2 separate regions of the Rattus norvegicus genome follow, and region 2 is linked to region 1. Evidence: chromatin contacts called from public Hi-C data. All regions are on one chromosome and are shown on one strand. The core of a region is the stretch at or near the end of the contact, and the rest is flanking DNA. Distances in the headings are between cores, read along the strand shown.

Region 1 (5,742 bases), core at 1,789-4,288:
AAAACAGTTTAAACACAGAATGTGTTCAGAGGAAAAGAAATAAAGGATCATAATTCTTGTGAAACAAGTATGAACAAAAATCTTTAATACAAAAGATGCAAACAGAATGGTAACTTTTCAACTTAAACCAACGCAGTACAAGGATACATTACATAAAACATCTACCCTTATCTGTGACTTTTAAGTTTTATTATCACTACCAAAGCACTTCCTTTTTGCTACAGAGTCAAAGTTGCCCAGTGTATCTGGTGTCCTCTCAAAAGACACACAGTAAAACCAGCAGCAACAGAAAACAGACTTTAAAATGACAAAGCTAGATGAAGGTTTGCAAAAGAGACACTGTCTTTGTAACATGGGGAAGGGAGACAAAGAGGAAAGAAAGATGGGGAAAGGGATGACAACCACCAATCTGTCCTTCCAGAGCTCATGTTTATGAAACAGCGATGTTTCCAGAAAGTGAATCTCAACGTTACACAACAGAGTAATAAAAAGGCCAACAGAGAATAACTGCGACAACAGTATCGTAACATCCGAGGCAAACACTCACAGGCATGCATCTGTCTCTGGCCCAGATGATTACTTTTACATAAAAGAAGTAAACACAACTCATCAAGGTGTATTAACTAAATAAGCGAAAATCCCTTACCGGGTATCCAGTTCAACTCCCCCATCACTCAGAAGAGGCTGAGGCCCTCCCCTGTAACATACCTAACATCACCAGAGACTGCTAGCACTCAGGAAAGCTAGGAGTCTTTGTTCACTAATCTCCCCACAAGCAGTCTCTGTCCTACAAGCTTTTTATTTACTATAAACCACAAAGTTAAAATGATAAAGTTTTGTCAAATCTAACAAAAGCATTCTGGCAGCCAAAACAGAAGAGAAAACTTCATAACATAGCACTCACTGTTCACACAAATTTAAAAACAAAATTAAGTAATAATCCACAATGAAATCAACAAAATGACCTAACTGAAAGAAAAAAAAAATCAGTATTTTGAAATTTTCGGCCACTCACATCAAGGAACATAGCGTTCAAAAGAGTAAGTGCTTCTTTGGATCTATGGCAAGAAGAAAAAGTAATGTTCCACAAGGCCCATCTTTGTGTAGATTCTTTTCAGCCAAATCATTCAGCAGATATCTGTTGCCATATGCGTTTCCAATTAAATAGTAGCCGATTTGTCAAGATTCTTCGCAAACCCTGTTCTGAATTCTTTCAGAATCTTACGGCAAGGCTGTTTATATCCTCGACAGACATGTCATTAGGATCCGAAGACCCTTCCTTTAGAGCCAATCAAAAAGAGCCTGCTAGGTGTAAAAGCTCGCCTGCTTTAGATTTAGGGCCTAAAACACAGAATGTGTTCAAACTGATACCACTGCATTTTTCTTTACCCTCTCCACACAACTAAACTTGACACACGCCATTAATCTGAGCGACAATTCAAAACCCCCTTACTGCCATTTATAACCTTCTATACAGTTTCCTTAAAGCTTTGTTTTAACCTAGGAAAAAGTGGGGATGGGAGAAAGCAGAGGCCTAAGGTGGTTAACTTTGTTAACTGCAGGTGCAAAATATAAGCTAGTTTTCTTCAAAATGCTAATTGGTATGTTTTAAAACCCTTGTTTTCAACAAAACTTCATGTAACACCAACCCGGAAACACAGGGCATTTCCAATGCGGAGGGGGGGAGGGTTTCTGCTCCCCGAAGAAAACGGAATCCTGAGGTTCCCCTCCCAACCTCCCAGTTGCTTTCAGTAAGGTGCAATGATGGCCAACTTGGGCCCCTTGTCCTTTTGTCCCCCTAGACAATCTCTGGCCTAATTTGGGACAAATCCTCCACCGATCACGCCTCCCTCCCCCTCCTGTGTATCTCTGCTCTCCCTTAATTAGAAACTGTACCTCGGAATCGTGCCTCTCACCCCTGCTGCGTAAGAGGAGATGGCCTGACCCTCCACCTGGAGAACAATGTAACCCAACTCCAGCCCATAGATTTATCTCGAGGAAATCAGAAGGTGCGATGTGTCTGGTCATCCCGGATTCCCTCAAAGCGTCCAGCTCCTTCCCACCTGGGACCTCACTCTCACGTTCCCTCGCCCAGAGCCTCGCCCCGCACCGTCGGATCTCTCCGCGGGACCCCGCGCCCCGTACCTTTGTAGTGCACCCGCAGGTTGTTCTGCGAGAGGCCGATGTAGCTGAACTTGTCCTTCGGGCTCCAGGACCGGGGCAGCGGCGTCTCCTGCTCATCCACGGCCGGATAGAGGCGCTTTAGCCGCCGCTGCAGCTCCTTCTCTTGCTCGTTGAGGGCCGAGTCGCCGTGCGGGAAAGGGGCAGCGGCGCTGCTGCCCGCCGCCAGGCCCGGGACCGGGACGCCTGCGACCGAGCCCGGGCCCACGGCCAGGCCGGGAGGCGCGGTGGCGGGGGCGGCCGCCGAGGCGGGGGGCGGCGGCGCGGCGGTGGCCGGGGGAGGCGGCGGCGGCGGCGGCGGGTGGAGCAGCAGGGCGGCCGCTGCGGCCCCCAAGCCTCCACCAGGCGAGCCGGCCGGGGAGGAACCGGCGCTAGCGGCCGCGGGCGCGGGCAGGGCGACTCCGGAGCCCGGGGCCCCGGCGGCGGGCGGCGGCGGCGGCTGCTGTTGCGGCGGCGGCGGCGGCGGCTGCCCGGACATCCCGGCCGCGACTCAGCCTGCGGCACCTCCAATCGTCCCTGCTTCCTCCTGCGCTTCCCGGGGGCGCTGTCGCTGCGGCCGCCGGCACCAGGCGCCCAGAGTCCGCCCGCCCCGGAAGCAGGCGGCGGGCCGCGCGGCCCGGCGGAGCGCGGCGGTTGAGGAGACCGGCCGCGGGCGGGCAGACGGGAGGGCGCGAGGGAGCGTTGGCCAGGCGCTGGCGGGCACGCGACCCGGAGCGATGCGGTGGGACGGCGAGGGGCGCGGGCAGGCGGGCGGGAGGGCGCGCGGCCCTAGGCGACGCGATGAAGCGGAGAGGCTGCAAGGGGTGCGAGCGGCCGGGGCGGCCGCTGCTCTCGCGGCTGTTTCCCGGCGGGCGAGCGGGCGGCGCGAGACGCTGCGCGCGGGCGGCGCCAGGCGAGGAGGCGGGCCGCGGCGCGAGGGGCGGGCCGGGTGCGCGCGCGGACGGGCTTGTCGGCGGCCTGGGGCTCTACGGCGCGGGCGCGGGCCTCCGGTGGCTGCGGGATCCTAGCTGCGCCGACCGGCGGCCTGGCGCGTCTTGTCCCGCCGTCCCCTCAGCCGCCGGGAGCCCGCGTCGCGCCCAGGCGAGAGCAATCGAGCCCTGCTGCGCCTCCGGGAGCTGAGCCCGGGGTTCCTAACGCCTCTAACGCTAGCGGGTCAATAAAGGGCCCTTGGAAACCATTTCTGAAGGCGAAGTCTCCCGCTTTAAATAGTGACCCTCTCGTTAATTAATTAATTTATGAGGAGTCCGAGTGAACTTAACGGGGGAACAGCCACGTTAGGAATACCAATCAAGACTGGCATATCGTCAAAGGGCAGGGACGCGAACTGTGTGTGCATTTAGGAAGGGCTTCTGGGGACGTCAAAACATTTTATAAGCTCATTAATTCTCACCATAGGCCTCTTTGTTAGGTAGCAGAGAATTATGCCCATTTTTTTTTAAAACATGGAAGTACTTACTGAGGTCAGCAGAGTTTTAAACAAATGGGACTTCCTACTTTGCAATTCTCAGTAGAGTGCTTGGTCAACTCATGTGGCACAATTTGCCAAGTGTTGCTCTCTGACCCCACATAGCATTACTATTCTGTTTTCGACACTTCCCTTTGTTTAGTTTACCCTTTCCTTAGCCCGGCGAAAGTCAGGCTTCAGGTTCTGACACCTTGTTTGCTTCCGAGGTGATACACTGGCTATTATTGGACCATATAAGCATGGAATGGTTGGTTGAACAGAGAACTAGTTACTTTGTTTTTGAAGCAAATCGGTCAATGGTGATTTAATGAAAGACTCCCATGGACATAGCACCTGGCCAGAAGTAGCATTCTGCCTAGTTTCCACCTTAAATTACCCACACTAGATACTCCTTTGTTCATTAATAATAATAAAAAGGTGCCATAATTTTAACCTCTGCTCTAAATTTTTTCTACAAATCACAGCATGTTTACATGATGCCATTGAATTTAAAACACACTAAAACTTCCATTTATAGTCAAATAAAGGGAGTTCCCTGGAAGCCATGTTCTTCTACATGTTGGTAGGCAAGATGGGCTACACGGGCTCCAAGCCTCATCAAACATCCCTAACAGAGTCAATAAGATTTTATTCATGAAACATACTATTTTTCTGTCAGGACACTTAGAAATTTTTACATATCCTAGGCATTGTTAAGGGAGTAGAATCGTCTGCATCCTTGTCAAAAGCTTTTTCATGGAGACACTGGTTGTCCTCCAGTCAGAGTCAAAAGATTAATGAACTGTGAGAGGACATTGTTAAAACGGCACTTTCCCACATCAGCGGAGGCAGAGGACATTTGGGGATATCATTTTGGTGGATAAGATAACCATACCTTTTGACTTCTCTATTCAAAAACTAAAAGTCAAATTCGGGAGATGGCTCAGTTGGTAAAGGGTTTGCTGCACAACATGAAAACCTGAGTTCAAGTCCCAAACCTACATAAAAAGGGCAGTGGGCTGGCCCATACTTGTAATCCCAGTGGAGAGGCAGAGACAAGAGGGTCTCCGGGGCTCGATAACAAACAAATTGAGCCTACCAGGTTCATTCCAGGACAGTAAGAGGTCCTGTTTCCTGTTCTGAAGAAAAACACCTGAAGCTGACTCTGGCCTCTCTATATTTGGGAGCACACACAGAGATGCCCACACACCCTTGCTAAATAAGCGGACGATGAAAAGTAAAAGCCAAGCAACAAAAGGGAAGTGTGGAAATATTAATGGTCAGCGAACGTATGGAAGTAAATTAAATGCCCAACATGAAGAGACTAGTTGACGAAATTATCCACGTGCTTCTTAAATGGGACTATGGTTACAGAAGCACGTACTGCGTATATGTGCAATTTATTTTTTTCTAAAAGCCTCCCTTTCTGGCAGTGGAATTGCCAAAAGAGAGCCAAGCAATTAGATAAAGGCACCATTCCCCACCCCTTTCAAGCTAGTCAGTGGGTCTCAGGCCCTGTTTCAGACACACTTCCTAGAGGCTGCTGGCCTGGGCACAAACTGAAACAAAGATTTTATGGCCTTTTAAAAATGTGGTTTTTACTGACACGGAAAAATGACTATGATGTCCTAAATGAAAAGAGGCTCTCCAATAATTATAGCACTGTCCAAATCATTACCTAAAGACATGAAAGGAGGTCATAAAAATGTTTCAATGATAGACAATTAAAATGTATAATTAAAAATAAATTATTACAAAATATCATAATTGTACATAGACAATGTGTAAAAATCCATTAGCCATGGACTTGTTCACTCCTCCTGGGTCTAGAGTTTTCCGTATTTATCATATTACTACAATATTTCTATTCGTCCACATCTACTTTCTCAGCGACGAATAGTAAGAGCCAAATCTGGCTGTCCTCAGCAGACAGAGACCCTAATGGACATTATTGGATGGTTCTCAGAATGGACTGAAATCTGAACAACCAGAAAAACAAAGGTTAAAAACGTAGGCCCGGGCCCTGAATGGCACAGAAGTCGCCCCCGAATGTCACCTTTACGCCAGCCCCTCTGTCCTCTGATTTCTGATCTCCACACCACTCATCCATATGTCAA
Region 2 (5,742 bases), core at 985-3,484, 180 kb before region 1:
CCTTGTCAGTGCAAAACGAGAACTTACATGGATTCTTTTCTCCAGTGCTGAGAGCTGAAACCTGATGCCCGTGCATGCCAGAAGGTGGTCTACCATGGTGCCACACCCCAAGTCCTCACACAGATGACATCATCATCATCATCATCCATCACCATCATCACCATCATCACCACAACCACCATCATCACCACCACCCCCACCATCATCACCACCACCATCATCATCATCATCATCACCATCACCACTACCACCACCATCATCATCACCATCACAGAAGTATACAGAGAAGTACAACAATGGTCTACATCCCTAAAGACTTCCGTGACCCAAGGCTGGCAGTGTATGTCGTTCAGTTAGTGAAGTACTTGCCTAACAGGCAAGAAGTCCTGGGTCTGATCCCCAGAACCAAATAAACTAGGTATGGAATCTCAGCACTCAGGAAATAGAGTCAGGAGGATCAAACGTTCAAGGTCATCTTCAGCTAAACCGGGAGTCGGAGGTCAGCCTTGCATACAGGAGACCCCACCTCAAACAGCAATGATAGTAAGTACCAGAGACCATGAGAACACAAGAGCATTCCTGTTCTGTAACTGGCACTCTCCCCTGTTCTGGGGTTGCTCCGTGGGTCTGCCCTGCAGAGGTGCCTCCGGAGAGAGAGAAAACTCCAAGTAGCTTTTAAATAGGACCAGACCTGAGCCTCCAGCATAGATGGGACTCAAGACAAACACGTTATAGAAATTACCCTAATACATTTTAGACGACAGCTTGTTTATCACCTACTTGACACACAAATCCAACACTAACAAGGGAGGGATCTACCCGGTATAAACCCAGTATAAACCAGCCATGAGATGGAAAAGAAACATTAACCGAAAGTTAACAGAATTCGGTTCAAAGCTAAAGAAACCAGGCTCCAAAAGCCAGAAGCTTAATACAATTAATGAGTAAAGGAGAGACCTGAGGCCCCCACTTTAGAATTTCTCTAGCCTAGTTTGTCAGGAGCCTCTTCTCTGTAACCCTGATTTCCAAGGATGGGTAGTGAAACGTCTGAGTATAGCCAAGTGGGGTTGTCTTAGGTCTGGAAGAGAGCTGCGGATGGACAGACTTGTTCAGGACATGCGTTTGAGCACAGAAGAGCCCCCCAACCCCACCTCCCGTCTGCTTGTAAACACAATGTGTCTTGGGAATATTCCTCAGGCAAAATACGGAGGTGCCATCGCACGTTTCCAAAGGAAACTGCAGCGTCTGGCCTTTTCCCCCACACACAAAGCATCCTTGCCTCTGAAACCACAATTCCCATCTCCTCAGAACACAAGGTGTGTTATTTTCAACTGGAGTAGAAACCTACTCCTGGGAGACTGTGCCCAAAGGTTAAATTACAATCTGTACTAACCTCTGACACATCTGAGCGTGTTCTGATAGACCCGCCCACTCTCGCTTCCACCGTCTTGCTTGCTCCCAGAGCAAGAGATAATTCCAGCCAGCTGTCAAATCTCTAATCTCACGCTAAACTCACTTACAGTGGAGGGAAACAAACGACCCAAACGGGGTGCCACAACTGCTCACAACAGGTACACCCAGGAAAAGCCCTGCCACGTGTGCGGCCCTTTATTCAAGGGTTCCTGGCCACGCGCTCTCCTCTCCCAGACGCACGCGCACCAACACACCAGAGCACTAACTAACACATTCAGCTGGGTACCGAGTTTCTCTCCCGGAACAGCAACCGGTCTTCTGCCTCTGATCCATTTGGTTCCTATACCTAGAACCTAAGCCTATTCCAGCCTCCCCACCACACACGTGGGAGTGCGCTTCCAGCTGGTACCAGGAGCGAAGCGTGGAGGTGGGGAAAGCCACCGACTGGGAATGGGAAAGCTGGGAGTAATAGGCTTGGGTCTTGGATTCCTGGGGTGTCTGCAATTGGAGAGGGAGCGAAGCGAAGACCCGGGCTAAAGAAGAGAGGGCTGGGGGAGGGGTCGCTCACCCAGGGTTTTGACAGCGATCTGCCTGGTGAGCGGCGGTGGCAGGTTGATGCACACCAAGTCCACATCCTGGTGCAGTAACACCTCGTCGATGCGGCTGGTGTAGAAAGGAACGCTCATCTCCTTGGCCAGCTCCTCGGCTTCTTCCTGAGTGCGGCCCCACAGCGCCTTCACCGCGAAGCCCTCATCTTTCAGCAGCGGGATGATGACTCGGGCCGTGAGGCTGGTGCCGAACACGCCCACCCCGGGAAGCATGGCTGCTCAGGTCCACCCGGTTCTGCCTCTGCCGGGATCTCCAGTCGAACACCCGCGCGCACGCCTCTCCGGCCAGTCCCGCAGTCTCCGGCTCCTGCAGCCGACCTCGCTGCGCTGCGCCAGCCGCCGAGCCCCGGGCAAGGCGCCCGCGTGCGGCGGCGTGACAGCGCACAGAACCACAGACCCTGCAGGCTCCGGGAGCCTCAGCGCCGTGACTGCTGCAGTGCCCGCCACTCGGGGCTCGTGTCCTTTCCGGAGACAGCGGCAGGGACTCCGCCTGGACGCACGAGGCCCCGAAGCCCCGGGGAGCCCGGGCTCAGGCAGCGCTCCCCCGGCAGCGCCGGCCGTCTCTGTGCGCCCCGCCGAGGCAGCTCCATGGTCTGCTCATCCCCGCAGAATCTCTCTCCCGGGTGACGCTCCGGCTTCACCACCCTCTCTGGGCTGCGGATCTCCTTTTCCCCCGGTCCTTGGTACCTAATGGAACCCAGAGGCCACCCAGAGGCCGGCTAAGGATGAAGCTCGAAGGGTACCAGGCGCCGATCGCGAGCAGCAGCACCGCAGCGGCGGCCACCACCCGGCGCCAGGTTTCTCATTCTGCTGCCATATTCGCTTGCTCGCAGCGCGCCTTGGGCGGCCTCGGCCCCGCTAGGGCTCGGGCTCCGGCTCCGGGATCCCGAGGGTACGAGGGCGGAGTTGGCGACTTTGACTGTCAGCGGCCCGGGTTCCTGCACCGCCCTTGCCGTAGCGCCGCGCTCCATTGGCCGCCAAGCGTCGCCCCCGCCCTTGTCTCGGCCGCCCTAGGCTCTCGTTGCGCTCAGCGCCCAGCCCCTGGAACCCGCTTTGACTCCTCCCCAACCCCGCCTGGCTCGCCTGCTGCCCCCGGGTGGCTTCCCTTTCTCTGCGCTCTCCGCCTCCGCGGTCGCCTCCTCCTCCTTGTGCTCCAAGCTCCGCCCAAGCAAGCAAATAAATCTATCAAAGCAGGGCGCGCCCTGAATGGGCTAGGACTGGGTCCCTTAGAAAAGATTGGCAGATGCTAGGACCCCGGGAAGACAGGAGGACCCCATGAGGTGTGAGTAGCGTGGATCACAGTCTCTTCTCTCGAGTATTTTTCTGTGCGGGCCACCGCACTAGAGAAGCTTTCCAGGCACTTAACCCTGAGCTTATTGGAAACTCGTTTCATTGATGAGAAAGTGAGCTCGGGAGAGGTTAAAGGACTTGCTCAAGGTGACACACATAAACCTCAGTGCCGGGATTGGAAAGCAGACACCAGCATCTCAGCGCCGAACCCCTAGAGTTCTGACTTCCAAGTGTGTCGGCTCCAATCCCAAACCAACTCCACTCCTGAGGAGGCGCTAATCACTGTTCACCTACTCCATGCTTGTTCCCCATTGCTCACCCAGACCCGGGGCTCCGCCGTGTCTGTGACACGTGTGTCTGGAGTCTGGTCTTCCAAACACTTGTTTACTTCTGGCTGCCTGCCACTCCTGGCCGCTGCCCTCTGTCAGCTTCAGTTCCTAGGTACAGCCTTTCCTGCATCTGCAGTCAGGAGGATGTTGGAGACCCTCAGACCAAAATACAGGGAAAGCTCTTACTGTAGTGGTGACCAAGGGAGCCTCTGATTTCTCAACATATGCTCGGCACTTATCACACGGCCTAATGACATAGTAGGCACTCAACTAAATATGCAAATGATGGATATTCACCACCTGTCACGTTGTGCCCACTTAGTGCTGAGAGGAAGAAGTCAATGCCAAAGGGCAAGGGGACCTGCCCTCTCTAGTTCAGTGTTCTGGAAAAGTCAGGTCTACTGTCTGTCATGGTCACCCCTGACCTTTAGCACTCAGCGGAAGAGGCACGCGTCCTGCTTCGAGAGAAGCTGGAAAACATGATACACTGGAGCATTTAAAGCAACTTGTAACAACTGGTGGTGAGGCGGGGCTCATGGAGAGAGCTGTACACCAAAAACGGCTCTTGTGGCAATGAGAAGAGGCAAAGTTGACCTCAGGACGACATTAGTCAAAAGGACAAAGTGCTCCGGGACTAGCAACAGCCTGAACAGGGTCAGACAAAGAACAGACAAGATATGCCTGCTATGGTTAGCTGAGAAGTGCTAAAGAAAAAGTGGGTTTGCCGCCATCGCTGCCAGGGCAGATGCTTCCGGGCAGAGCAAGAACCATGGTTTGTTGCCCCTGGACAGGTGTGTGGTGTATGCCTCTTGGCTTGCAGAGCCAGAAGCCGGAGCTGACTCTTGGCTCTGCCATTTACTCCCTGTGAGACCCGGGACAAACATTTCCTCTCTGTTTGTAAAGGGGAACAGCATCTACCACTAGAGAAGATGTTGTGATTTGACTGTTCTGATATCCTGAGGATACTCCCTAGAATGTTCAATGTGATATATTATGCCCTCTATTTTGATATTTTTATTGCATACATTCTATTTCAAAGTAAATGTTAGCTTGTGTATATAAGTTGAATGAATTCTGTTGTAATCTTTCTGTTGTTTGGGTTTGTTTGTCGGCTGTTTCTCTTTAATGTTGTTTATATGTACGTGTGTGGGTACATACCACACGGGTGCATATGCCCTTGGAGGTCAGAGGAGGACATCGATCGGATCAGATCAGGTTGAGAGCTACAGGTGGTTGTGAACCATTCTACGTGAGTGTCAGAAACAGAGCTCAAGGTCTCTGAAAGGACGGTGAGCACTTTTACCCGCTGAGCCATCTTTCCAGTCACTGTTTGTTTCTGTTGTTTGTCTGGATTTGGTTTATTTGGGTTTTTGTTTATTGCTTATTGTTTTGAGATAGGGTCTCGTGTGGCCCAAGCTGGAATCCAACACACTATCTAGGGGAGGATGTCCTTGATTGAACTCTGATCCTCCTGTCTCCACCTCCCTAGCCTATACCACAGGTGTGTGTGTGTGTGTGTGTGTGTGTGTGTGTGTGTGTATGTGTGTGTGTGTGTGTGTGTATATATATATATATATATATATATATATATATATATATATATATATATACACCTTCTCGGTCCTCTGTAACACTACCATTCCCTGTTATCCACAAAGAAGACTTTTACCTACGTCTGCTGCTCTTTGAACGCCCTGCTGGTGATCAAGTCAGGGTTATCAGGAGCTGGACACTGTCCTTGCTGCTCTGCCTGATGTCACTCCATTTTCTCCGGAGGCAGCAGCCAGAGTGAGCTAAGTGATCTCTTCAAAGGTGAGTCATCTCATGTCCCACAACGACAATGAATTTGAGTCACTCTATATTCTAAAGTCCTTAGGGAACTTGAACACCCCTACCTAACCTGACCTCACCAACCTCTTCCGGCTACAGACTGTCTGTATTCCAGCACGGTGGCCTCCGAGCTACGCACTGTCCAAGCTGAGCTTGCTCTTGTCTCAAGGCCTTTATATTACCTGCTCCTACACACACATGCACACAGACGGACAGACAGAGGCCTACTGCTCACTTTACTCCAGCTTGTGCTCAGACGTCCCCCTCTCCTT

What was found. Hi-C and Micro-C count contacts between places; a contact is called where the count stands out from the background.
Region 2: a contact with region 1 is called in a Hi-C map of frontal cortex, with 1.9 times the contacts expected there. The contact joins the promoter of Gfod1 here to the promoter of Ranbp9 in region 1. A contact is called at or near these places in 1 of 12 Hi-C or Micro-C datasets (frontal cortex) and 1 of 1 datasets of contacts at active chromatin or transcription factors (oligodendrocytes).

Annotation. Positions count from the first base shown.
Region 1 is chr17:21,424,073-21,429,814 of GRCr8, reverse strand. Ranbp9 (RAN binding protein 9) reads right to left here and starts at 3,038. Exons shown (of 14, transcript NM_001427414.1): 1 at 2,146-3,038. The coding sequence starts at 2,659.
Region 2 is chr17:21,602,582-21,608,323 of GRCr8, reverse strand. Gfod1 (Gfo/Idh/MocA-like oxidoreductase domain containing 1) reads right to left here and starts at 2,234. Exons shown (of 2, transcript NM_001170334.1): 1 at 1,982-2,234. The coding sequence starts at 2,234.